Regions from separate parts of the Rattus norvegicus genome. Here region 1 is linked to region 2. The links are chromatin contacts, called in public Hi-C maps. All regions are on one chromosome and are shown on one strand. The core of a region is the stretch at or near the end of the contact, and the rest is flanking DNA. Distances in the headings are between cores, read along the strand shown. Region 1 overlaps Sirpa (signal-regulatory protein alpha). Region 2 holds the start of Sirpa (signal-regulatory protein alpha).

The links. Hi-C and Micro-C count contacts between places; a contact is called where the count stands out from the background.
Region 1: a contact with region 2 is called in a Hi-C map of mammary epithelial cells, with 1.8 times the contacts expected there. The contact joins the enhancer-like site here to the promoter of Sirpa in region 2. A contact is called at or near these places in 2 of 12 Hi-C or Micro-C datasets (hepatocytes and mammary epithelial cells).

The regions. Positions count from the first base shown.
Region 1 is chr3:137,309,976-137,316,326 of GRCr8, forward strand. Sirpa (signal-regulatory protein alpha) reads left to right here. Exons shown (of 8, transcript NM_013016.3): 8 at 1-1,304. Among named protein-coding and RNA genes, the nearest start is that of Sirpa, 40 kb to the left of the region's middle. Within about 2 kb of position 2,631, at least 31 of the 93 cell types and tissues checked have an H3K27ac peak or open chromatin away from gene starts, as enhancers often do.
Region 2 is chr3:137,269,056-137,275,474 of GRCr8, forward strand. Sirpa (signal-regulatory protein alpha) reads left to right here and starts at 4,499. Exons shown (of 8, transcript NM_013016.3): 1 at 4,499-4,813. The coding sequence starts at 4,732.

The DNA of each region.
Region 1 (6,351 bases), core at 1,381-3,880, 39 kb after region 2:
GCAGCAGCATCTTGGCTCTTTGTCATGTGTTGAATGGTTGGGTCTTGTGAAGTCTGAGGTCTAACAGTTTATTGTCCCGGAAGGATTTTCTTATAGCAGAAACAGATTTTTTTTCCAATTCCCAGCACCCTGAGGACCAAGAAGGATCCCTCTGTTGTCATTTTCAGCACTCAGCGTCACTGGGATGAGCCAGGCTCTGTCCCCACAGCTGGCCCTTGGCCTCCATGGCTACTGTGGTAAGTGCAGCCTTGTCTAATCCAGTGCTGACGTTGGCCATTCCTCATTGAGGAGAGAAGGTCAGTGACAAACTCACAAGCACTGCAGAGGCATACGGAGAGAAGGGACGCTCGGCCAGCACCCGGTATTCCAGCGCTCTGAGGTAATCAGTGCAAGGAGTCTGTTATTACCATCAGACCTCAGCAGGATCATACTGGAACAGAACCTGATCATACCTGTGACAACACAGCTGTGAGCCAGGGCAAACCACCCCACTGTCCCAGAGTCTGGGCAGAGGCTCTGACCCCCACCCTTCAAACTGGATGTCGGGGCCTGGCTGGGCCCAATGGCAAGCAGATGTTGCAACCCTAGCTATCTGGTCTTAACATGCAGCTCAGTAAGTTGAGGCGCTAATGTCCCCCCATGCCGGGGGATTCCTGGTTCCGGCTCTTCAAGTAAGAAGCTGATTCAACCTGCCTGTTTCTGTAGGTGTGACAGGGATGTCAGGAAAACAGCCAGGACTCATCTCTATAGGGCTGGTGACCTGATACTTCCCATAAAGGCATCCAGGAGTTAGCTGACCCAATAGTCAGAGTTGACCTCACTGGCCTAGCAAACCGTAACTTGTCTTTGGCCCAGCCATGGTCTTGGGCTGTCTTCTAATTCCAAAGGGTTGGTAGGTAAAGATCCATCCTCTTCCCCTCTGCCAAGAGACATCACGTGTGTACACACACACATGCGCGCGCGCACACACACACACACACACACACACACACACACACACACGGGTGTATAGGTGAGTTAAAAGGATGTCCTCGCTGACATCCTAATTTTGTCTTAAGTTTTTTTGGAGGGAGAAAGGAAAGAGGCAGGGAAGATACGTAGCTCTAGCTTTAGTCAGGCAGCCTGGGGGGATCCCCAAGCCTATGTATGGAACCCTGGTACGAAAGCGCCCTGTGAGGAGTGGGATTTCAGTTTTATCTGTAGACCAGATGAGAAGGAGAAAGGCCCCATTTTGTACATAGTTGCAACTTAAAATTTTTGGCTTGCAAAATATTTTTGTAATAAAGATTTCTGGGTAACAATGATGCCTTGGGGTGTTTCATTTTGTCTCTGAAGCTTTGTCCTTGGAGTCTGCCAGTTGCCTGTCCTCTGGGGCTGGGGGTGAGGAGGGAGTGTGCCAGGGCTTCAGAAAGTTCTGTATCACTTGGTCCTCTCTAGTTTTTACAGAGGCGGAGGTTCTGTTCCCTTGGCTCAGAGGGAGTCATGGCTGCATCGGTCGTGCTGAAAATTCAGACACAGACTCTCTCCACTGCCTCAGTGTCGTGGGGATCTAGACAATTCACCCAGCACTGGCTACCTGTGGGACCTTGGCTGTACAGTAGGGTTTAATTGTGCCCCCTCCCGAGGTTCCCTGGGAGAAAGAAAGGAATCCCCCATGCTACCTAGCAGGTCTGGATTAAGTTCAGTTGAGCTGTCCCACTCCACCTGCCCAATGGGGCTGATGACCCCATCTTAGGTTTCCATGGCTGCAGTGAAGCATGGTGACCAAAAGTGAGTTGGGGAGGAAAGGGTTTATTTTGCTAACACACATCACAGTTCATCATGGAAGGACAAGAACTAATGCTGAGATCATAGAGGAGTCCTGTGGCTTGGTGTTCTAACCAGACCCGGAGCCCCCAACCCCAGGAATTTATACGCCACCTTTAGTGTCCAGCCCCTAGACTGAGGGAGGCTTTTGTGCACCTTGTGTGTTAGCTCCCTGTCACTGTGACCAAACACCTGAAAGAACAGTAACTTAGGGCTCTAGGATTTAGAGATTTCTATCTGTGGTTAGCCGGCCCCATTCCTGTGGGCCTGTGGCAAGACAGAACATTATGGCAGTGGATGAGGAGTATGTCATCAGAGGATCCTTAGCAGGAAGAAGGGTTGAAAGTCAGGGCACACCCTTCAAATACAGCCTCTAGTTACGTGCTTCCTCCACTCAGGCCCCCCCTCACCTCCCACTAATGCCATCAAGTTAAGAATCTCAGTGGAAGAGCCTGTTGATTAGGCCATAGCCCTCGTGCTCCATCACCCTCCAGTGATTCCATCGGCCAGCTGGTGACCAAGCCTTCAGCATGTAAGTCATCTCATCGATGCAGTGTGCCTGAGAGTCCTGTGATCTCTCGCGTTCTTCAGTTCTTCACGGAATCTTGGCAGATGGGTGCTCTGGTGTCCATTTCACAGAAAAGGAAACGAGGCTCAGAGAGGCAAAGTGACCAACTCCTAATGGTTGAGTTAATAACTATTTCTCAAGCCCCTGCTTGGAAGCAGGCCGTTTGCAAAACTCTTGAGAATGCAGGGTTGACGAAAGATGGGCCACACCCATATGAGCTCATGGAGTGGGAGGAAGTGAGAGCAGCTGCCAGTCCTAACAGAGCACTGCTGAGCCTGCCCATGGCCTGCTTACAGAATGAGAACATCAGTCAGGGAACAAGGGTCCCCTGCAGGAGGGCAGCCCTGCTGCCAAGAGGAAATGGGTGCCCTCGGGCTTTTAAGAAAGGAATGTGAGGGCAAAAAAAGTCGAAGTTTGAGATACAGATTGTTAACATTCCCCAAGGTGCTAAACCAGACCTAGAGAGAACAAATTTACTAATTGGACATATATCATAGCTTTATAAAACCTGGTCCCTAATCAAACAGCATAAACAAACTCAGATGTCTTTCTTGTCAGGACTAACTAATCCTTTAGTAATGCTTTTAAACAGTGCTCTACTGTGGCAATGAGAAGAAACACTCCCTCCTTTCGCCTTCCTTCTAAGTTTGGGATACTTTTTTCCTTATCAGATGGAAATTCACAGGCTTTGCTAAGCCCGCATGAGTAAAGCAGCTCCCCAGACAGGAAATCCCCAAGATGAGATCTAAATATTGATAAGGATGAGTCAGGTTGTACAGGGGAGTCAGATCCAGGCAGAGGTCGGCCTTCCCTGCAGGTACTGAGCCCTACAGAACTGCACCCCCTTCCACAGTACTGTCCATCACCCCTGTACCCCATCAGCCTCCTGACAGATTCAAAAATGGGTCCCGGTCTTTGTACTTCGAAGCTCTGCCCAAAACACTTGCTTTCTCCTCGCCCTCCCATCTGGGGACTGGGCCTAGTTCATTTGTTATACATGCTATAGCTGTCTCGCCATTCTTTGGAGCCTGTATCACAGTGTGTAATTATACATGGACCAGGAGTTGGTTGATTAACATCCCTCTTCTACAGTGCCCTGGGTGCTGCCTGATAGTAAGTAGAGTGTTGGATTATGTTCCTTAACACAGTTCCCATGACCAGACCCTAGACAGCATCCAGCAAATACTGGTTTGAGAGGTGGGAGAATGGAGGAAAGAATGGGAAAATGGAGAATGAGCAGATGGATGAATTAATGATGGCTAGATAGATTGTCAGATGAAAGAATGGTTGGGTAAGAGGAGGCACGTATGAATGTATTATATACTATGTATGTATATATGTATGTATATATGTATGTGAGGAAAAACCAAGCAAGAAGAGAAAGGACATAGTTTGAAGCCTGCCTGGCATCTTAGGAACACTAAGATCCCTAACTGCCAGGTTAGGAATTAGATTCAAGCACTAGACCCCCTGACTTTTTCCATTGAGTTTCTCAGTCATTTGTCATGGTCCTGGGTCCATTTTCCCAACTGGCAAGGAGCCAGTGACATTTATCTAAGCCCTGGATGCCTCTTCTTGGGAAGCTGGGGCTATCCATAGAAAACAGGATGAAAGAATACAGCCATATTCAAATAAACCCAGGAAACACTTTAAAGGGCATAAAGATAAATATTTGAGTTGATAGGTTAAACATGATACTAAATAAAAGACATATTGTTGTGACTGAGGAGACAACCTAACCATTAAGGGCACTTGGTCTTGCATAGACCAAGCCATCAGTAGCCCCAGTTCTAGGGGATTTATTACCCTCCTCCTACCTCCATGAGAACTAAGCATGAACTTAGTGCACATAGACACTGTGCACTCAAGTGCATAGATACTCATACACAATAAATAAATAAATAAATAAGAGGTTTTAAAGAAAGAAATTAATAAGATTTTTTCACTTTGCTAAAACCATAGACTAAAATCCAAATGGTCCAAAAATTTAGATGTAAGTGCTGACACTATAAAGTTCATGTAAGAAAACACAGAAGGGAGACTTAATGACTCTGAATGTAACAGTGACATTTTTGATATAATACAAAACTCCAGACAACAAAAAGAATAAAGCCATAATTTGGGCTTCATCAAAATCAATAACTTGCTAGACATCATAGCACAAACCTTTAATCCCAACATTGGAAGGCAGAGGCAAACAGATCTGTGAGTTTGAGGCCATCGTGGTCTACATGGTGAGTTAAAAGACATCCAGGATTGGATAGGAAGATCCTATGTCAAAAAAATTAAACATTTATGTTCACCAAAGGACACTATTAACAGAAGTCAACCTATTTATTGCAAGAAAATAGTTACAAGTTGTGTATCTGCTAAAAGGTTAGTATATAAAAATGTATAAAGAACTCTTAAGACTCAGTAATAAAACTTTACACATCCACCTTCATGGCCCAGCCCAAAAAATCTCATGACTTCCCTCTTCTTGTCTTCTCTAAAACCTGCCAGATTTTGGCCTCATACCTAGTGGCCCAGCCTAATCTAACCATGCCCTCCTGCAATGCAGTCAACATAGATTTCCACCAGGACCTTCCTACCTATAACAACCCACAGATCTCTTACAACCATCCTATCCACTCAGACAGACCACTTCCTTCTCCAGGATCTAGCTGCTGAGTCTCCCTGACCTCCCCATTCATGTATTTGCCACAACCACACAAATCTAGTCTGAGGACCACCTTGCCTGCACTACAAATGACCTCTATGCTTCAGCCAAGACCTGCCCTACCTATTCCCTAAACCTAAGGACCCTCCCATACAATATCTAACCTTCCCACCTAGCCGAATGCGCCCCCAAAGTTCAGGCTTGTACCAGGAGCACATACCGTACAGTAGCCCAGTCCCCTCCATGCAAGCCATGGAGGACTTCATTCCATCCAAGTCATTTCCAACTTCTAGACCCAATGTCTCCACCCACCCAACATCCTCTCTTCAGCCCCAACCTGTTCTGTACACAACAGACTAAGAATTAAGGATAAAAAAGTCCACATGCCCAGACTTTATTGCAAAAATACCAAAATACCAATAATAATGATAATAATAATAATAATAATAATAATAATAATAATAATAATGTAAGTCAAAATTTTCTCTGTAGTGCTATGGAGATGTCTACCAATGAGGATTTTCTACATGAACCCCAGGAGACAAAATTTAAAAGAAAAATCATAAACTTCACCAAAAATTGAAGGAGTTTAAAGAACACACACACACACACACACACACACACACACACACACACACACAGTGAAATTAAGTAGAAAGAAATGAATGTGGCTAAATCTCTCATTCTGCAGACTGCTCAGGTGTAGGTCTCTGTGTTAGTTTCCATCTACCAGAAGAGGAGGCTTCTCTGATGTTGGCTGAACAGGGCACTGATCTATGGGTAGAGCACCGTAGCCTTAGAAGCAAGGTTTTATTGCTAGGTTTTAGAACAGCAATGGTATGTGTTTTCTGTAGGCCTATGACCTATCCATTCTTAAATTCTTGGGTACCAATGGTGTAAGTCATGGATTTCATCACATGGTATGGGTCTTGAGTCTACTCAGAGCGTGGATGGCTACTCCTATGATATTTGTACCCACTATTGCACTAGCATTGATTTGAAAAAAAATCAAGGATTAGAGTACATTGTATGAAAGGTTTTCAATAAATAAAAAAGAGTTTAAAGAGGAAGAACTTAGTAAATATAAATGACTGAGTGATGGAAAAATTACAACCCCCCAAAGATAACAGATGGAATGATAATGACAACTAATCTTGACAGTAATCTTGAAGAGGCCCTGAGCTGAAGGGAAGGTGGAACTAAGAAACCCAATGATTTAATTGGAAAACTCGAAGTCTTAGAAATACTCAAATATAATATAGACTATCAGGACTCAAAGATAGTAAAGGATCTAGGAAGCAAAAGAGGAATATGATAT
Region 2 (6,419 bases), core at 3,249-5,748:
CTGTTTTGGGTAGGGCCCTATCACTGCCTTAATCCACAGAAGCAAGATGGAGGAAGTTAACTTACTCCATAGCTAACCTCAGTGTGCTAAACTTTGAGCCATTGCATCTGTCCCCAGAGACAACCACTGAGCCTCTGAGATGAGCCAGCCTGTAGGGAGGCGATGAAATGCACTAAGGCTCACAAGGCAGACACACCACCGTACATGCTATAAAGGTAAATCTGAATAGGGATGAGGATAGGGAATACCGGGGGAGGAGTTGGGTAACAAGGAGCTCTGGCGAGACCACTCTGAGACAGGCCTAGCAGAAGGGGTGGTTTCAACTTCTGCCTTTCTCTGCTGTTAAAGCGGTGTAGCAATTAGCACTCCTACCAGGTATGGTGTGACCACATCACAAGAACTGCAGGGACTGGGGGGACAGTTCATCGATCAAGGACACTGGCTGTTCTCCCAGAAGTCCCGGGTTCAGTTCCCAGTTCCCACATGTCAGTTCACGACTGCCTCTGAACTCCAGACTGGGAGGATATGACGCTTTCACACAGACACGCGTGCAGGTGAATATGCACAGGAGATAAAGAAACTGTTTATTAAAAAAGGACAAAACTGCAAAGCATGGCAGGTGCTGATCAAATAGAAACCTTTTGTTGTTGTTGTTGTTGTAGTAAGAACTGAATTCAAAGTTGACAACTTGGGGACCGAACAGCTACGTGTCCTAGGTAAGCTCTGACCCCTCTGAGTCTCTGTTTCTACAGCTACAAAGTGGGAATAGCAGCAGCCACGCCCAGAAAGGGACGACTATGAGACCCAGAGTGGCCTACACCATCAGAGCTGGTGAGTCTCTTCACTCTGCTTCCAGCCTGCTCAGCGGCTTCCCTCCAGGACAGCCTGCCCATGGTGGTTCAAGCTGCCTCCAGGGTCTGTGGCACTTTTATTTTTAATTGTTCTGGCTTCAGAGCTGAGGCCTCTAACTCTAAATGGCTCCTCTTGCCCTGTAAAAATAGGTCCTTGGCAGCTTGAGCCTCCTGACAGGTCCCACACAAAGGCAGCCAGGCAGGCTGGCCTGCTGATGCCAGCCCAGGGCTATGGGAATCAGCAGCAAGCGTGAGCCAGGCTGTATCAGTTGTACCGTGTCTCTGCAGGCCCCAGCATGCCTGGCAGAATGGCCCTGGTCGAGTCAATGTCTGTCTGGCCTTGTTTCTTGCATCTAGAGACACGGAACGGTGTTTGGGGCCTCAAGGAGAGAACGTGGATCTTAGGGCTTGGCACACATCAAAAATGCATTTGTCACTCTTACAGGCATCAAAACCTCCTGAGATTGCATTCATGTTCTGGCCATTAGTCAAATCTCTTGTGTCTTAGCTTTGAAGTCTCCAATTCTTCCCCTCCTCCTGTTCATTCAAGTCTTCTCTCTGGCGTGTGCCACACACACACACACACACACACACACACACACACACACACACACACACACCAGGAAAGGGATGAAATTAGATCTTTACTGTACAGCCTCATATAAAAGGATTTCTTGGCTCCTGAGTGAGGATGGACAGGAGAGAGGAAAGAAATGGGTGCTAGGTAAAAGCGTATGAATATCTTTCATCTTGCCTTTTGGAACTGCACTGCCCCCACCCCGACCCCCATGGATACCCTTGGCCCATCTCTACCTCTCCCTGGAGCACTGACACCCACCTGACATGTGAAGCATTACAGGCTAATCTGTCAGCTCCTTGAGCACAGGGTCTTGTACTTAGTTTGTTCTTCCCAGGGGCCGCATCTCTATTGCCCAGTGCACTGCCACACACACAGTAGACACTCCGTGCATGCTGGTAAGTGCACGAAGCATGAACGGATCACATCTGGATTAAAGCACCCAGACTGGCTGTTGTGATGGCTGGTTCATAGCAATTATCTGTCATAATCTGCGTTCGACCCCAGGCAGGCTGTACCTTGCCCATTTAGTTTACACATTTGCCCACGAATCTCGGTGGACTCACAGCAACTGATGGGCGAGCATAAGGGACTTTTATGTGGACACACGTCAACTCCCCCACACTCAGATGTGAGAGTGAAGGGGGGTAATTTGGAAGCTCTGCTGAGCGCCTTTGCCAAAGATGCTGTATATAAATAGCAGGTAGTACAGCTATTATTCTTCCTAATCTCCCAGTTCCTAATCCCAGGCAGGCCGGTGTCTGTGCATGCGTGCCCCAGAACCAGGAGCAGCACAGCGCAGGAGGCTGCCTCAATTCTGACCCCAGCAGTAGGCCCTTCCTCTTCCAATCCCAGGTGGATTCTGGAGGATGGTTTTCACAAGGCTTTAATGGACGCCATGGTCCTGTCAGACCTGATTTAAAGAGCTGGAGACCCTCCCTGCAGCCCAGCTCAGATGCTAGAACTAAGTTCTCTTTCTTGCCTAGTTCCACGTCTCCGCACTCTCCTCCCTCCAGCCACCTCTTACTCCAAGTACAGTGGCCCCTTGAGTGTATAAATCAAGCATGGTAGGCCCTACTTGAATCTTGCCCACAGTGGTTCCTATTTGCAGAACCAATTCTCTTGGGCTTCTGGACCACCCTCCAGATTTGCTGGCCCCACACTGTTGCCCTTATCTAAACAAGCTGACACACATGCACACTTGTAACATACACTCCCTACAAGACCTTCTCTGTTCCTTCTTTCTGCTTGTCTTTCTCTGCATCTTCTCCCAGAGCACCAGTGGGTCCTTGTAATCCCCTAGGCCCAAAGAAATACATCTAATCTTCCTCCTAGGGTTGCCCTGTGGTCCCTCAAGGACTGTTGCCAAACACTTCTCAAACACTATCCTTGCCCTTGGTACATGGTAGGCTCTTCTTAAAATGCAGTGCAAATATCAGCCTGTGTAACTCTCCCAGTGGCAGTTCTGGGTCGCTGCTCATGTTGGCCTGGTCTGCTTTAAAGGAAGCAGAGACACAGAAACAAGGCCTTTTCCCCAAGTCTGCAGCTTCTCAGACCAGGAGTGAAGATCTAAAGCTTGGGAGATGGTTCCTGTGTTCGTCAGCTGCGTCCTGCCCTCCTCTCTGGTAAGAAAAACAAAACAAAACAAAACAAACAAACAAAAAACAACAAAAGGAGCAAAGAAAAAAAAAGAATCTTAAAAGACCCCAGGCTTTTGACCATAGGTGCAGGGAATGGCGGTGGGGTGTGGGGGGCAGGTTGGGGGTGCCATTGCATAAGGGGCTTTCTACACCATTAGGCAATCTTCCTCCTTCTCCTCTGAGCCTAAACATCCTCTTTATTAAGAGGCTGGGCCAGTAGGGCCTGTCTTGTTTCCTTACGTCCCCCAATCACCATCCTGGGAAACAAAATTGACTATCTCTGAACTTCCAGCTCAGAAACTATCCAGTTAATAGAGGGTCTTGATTCCTCTTCCCTGCCTTGGTGCCCAGCCTTCTGCCAACTGACCAAGCACCTGACCCAGCTCAAGGAAATCCAGAGCTAAAGTACACTTTGCATCCTAGAGGCTCTGTCCTTTGGGAGTGGCTCTAACATCTCTCATCTTCCTCACTGGGGTCACTATTTGCAGCCCAGGCCTCTCCCAGCCCAGTGCTGCCTGGGCCCTCTCCACTCTCAATCTACTCTCCCTGATAGAAGGCCTCAGGTCAGACTCCTCCCTAGGGTCCAGCCCTACTCCTTTCCCTGCCACAGCATTCTTGCTGCTCTTCTCCCCCAGCGCGCCTTTACCAAGAGGCACTGAAGTCCTTCCTACACACACGCTATTTTTGTACCATCACTCTCTCCTTCCTCTCCCCTTCCCCCTGCATTTACTTCCTGGTTTTGCTTTACCTCGGGGCCAGCTAGGAAAGATTTGGGCCCCTAGAACCCATGCCCACGCGGAGGCCGACCTTCGGCTTTGGGACACACGGTCAGGGCCTCTTGGGGAGGGGCAGAAGGCAAACCTCCCCGCCCCCTCCACTCTCCACCCTTGCCAGCGCGCCTGCCGCCGGCAGCCTCTTGCCCACTGGAGACTAGAACTGACCCGGTGAGAGGCGGAGAACAGGGGCGATCGGCCGCCACTTTCCCAGTCCACCTTAAGAGGACCAAGTAGCCAGCCTGCCGCTCCGACCTCAGAAAAACAAGTTTGCGCAAAGTGGTGCGCGGCCAGCCTCTGGGCAGAGGGAGCGGTGCTTCCACCGCCTGGCAGCCCTGCGCGCGGCGGCGCAGGTCCGAGCGGCTGGCGGGGACCCGCACGGGCAGAGCGGGCTCGCGCAGAGCCGAGGCGGGCGGCGCAGCTCGCGGGGCGCACTAGGGCGCGGGCGGGAAGGTGCGGGCGCGAGGCGGGGGCGCTCGGCCGGGCCGCCCTCGCGCTGGCCTCGCGACGGCTCCGCGCAGCCCGCACTCGCTCTGCGAGCTGTCCCCGCTCGCGCTCGCTCTCCGTGCTCTGTCCCCGCTCCCTCTCCCTCTTCCTCTCCCCCTCTTTCCTTCTCCCTCGCTATCCGCTCCCCCGCCCCCGTGCCTCTGGCTCTGCGCCTGGCTCCCTCGGGTCCGCTCCCCTTTCCCGCCGGCCTGGCCCGGCGTCACGCTCCCGGAGTCTCCCCGCTCGGCGGCGTCTCATTGTGGGAGGGGGTCAGATCACCCCGCCGGGCGGTGGCGCTGGGGGGCAGCGGAGGGGGAGGGGCCTTAGTCGTTCGCCCGCGCCGCCCGCCCGCCTGCCGAGCGCGCTCACCGCCGATCTCCCTCCTTGCTCTGCAGCCGCGGCCCATGGAGCCCGCCGGCCCGGCCCCTGGCCGCCTAGGGCCGCTGCTGTTCTGCCTGCTGCTCTCCGCGTCCTGTTTCTGTGCAGGTAAGCACCCTCAGCTCCCACTGCCACCCTCCCCAAGCTGCGGGCTCAGGCTCCGCACACTGCCGCTCAGCTAATGTCGACAGATCCCTGTAACGGGGGTTACAGATGCAGAATTGAGGCCCAGAGAGGGTCAGCCACTTGCCCAAGGTCACATAGCCTAGGCTAGAAGCCGGGATAGAACTCTTCTTATCCGGATCTGCCTTGTGGACTGTGACTGGGTAGCCCTGCGCTGGGCTGCGGGGTATAGGAATGAGTTGGTTTACCATACCCCTTGCCCAACCTGAATGGGGAAGCAAGCTGGCAGTTGCTTTAGGCAGTAGGGCGCCTGGCTTCCCCATACGCTGCCTTGCTAGACTTGATTGGAGAGAGGTCGGGGCAGAGGTCCTCGCTCTCGCACTGCTGGGCTGTTGGGATGGGGAAGAGTGAGCTTTCGCTCTAGTACCAGAGAAAGCAGGGTTAGGGTTAGTGGAGGTGGAGACAGGAAGGGAGGCCTGAATAAGCCACAGACCCTTGGGAGACACGTTGGATTTACCTGTGGTGGGCACAGCCCTCCCTGGATGGTCTCCTCCCCGCTACCCCCCTGCCTTCCTTAGGCAAGCTTCCAGTAGCTCCCTGCAGTTCCAGCATGTACCTGTGGCTCTGAGCTTGTCTTCTTTGTTGGCCTACATCAAACACCTGGCTGTCTCCAGCAGGAGGGCTCTGAAGGCCGGTTGGCCAAGGAGTGAGGTCACCATTCAGGAGTCCTGCATCTTAAAGGGGTTTTGCAAAAATCCTGGGTCTGGTCTGGAAGGATATGGAGGCTAAAGCTGTACAGGGGAGGAGAGAGGGAGCCTTATTTAGTGTCTTCTTGGATTGGTGCTATGGACATAAGGGTCTCTGTACACCCTTCCTTTTTCCGGGAGGTAAATACGGTCTCAGCATCCCCTCCTCACCCACATTTGCCTGGAGCTTGGCACCTGATGGCAATGTAGAAGGAGGAAGAGAGTCAGCTTTAGGGAAGAGAGTCAGCTTTAGGGAAGAGAGAACAGCAGGGTGGGAAAAAGTGGGGTGTCCAGGAGCTCTCTCTGGGTCACAGTACCCCCAAAAACCCAGGCACCCACCAGGTGCTCCCCACCAAGTGCTCCCACCCCATTCACAGTTTTCAGTTACCCTTGGGTCCTTTCAGGGCCAAACGATGGATTTCACCTCTCTCCTGAGATCTGGTCTGCTTCCTCCTGCCTTACCAAAGTTCTAGCCCAACCCTGTCATGTTCCAGGGCTTAGGAATCTACGGGCATCTCTCCGAAGTGCAGAAAGCTGCGTCCAGGTTAATATCTAAATGTTTGTTCTGCATCTTTTTCTGACTAGGGCCCTATGGCAAATGAATAGTTAACAAGTGTTCAAACTAGCAGTCTGCCCTTCCTGGGCATGGGGTTGCGGTGGGGGGTTGGGGTTGGGGGGAGCGGGGGAATGATAACACCTTTCTTAAGAGCCATATCTACCCCCTTCCCTACCCTCACCTATCAAAACAGTCTATAAATGATAAAGATTGGACCTTCTGTTCCAATCCATTCAGCATCAATAACCTGAAAAAGTAGGAGCAGTGGAAGGGCATAGATTAACTTCAT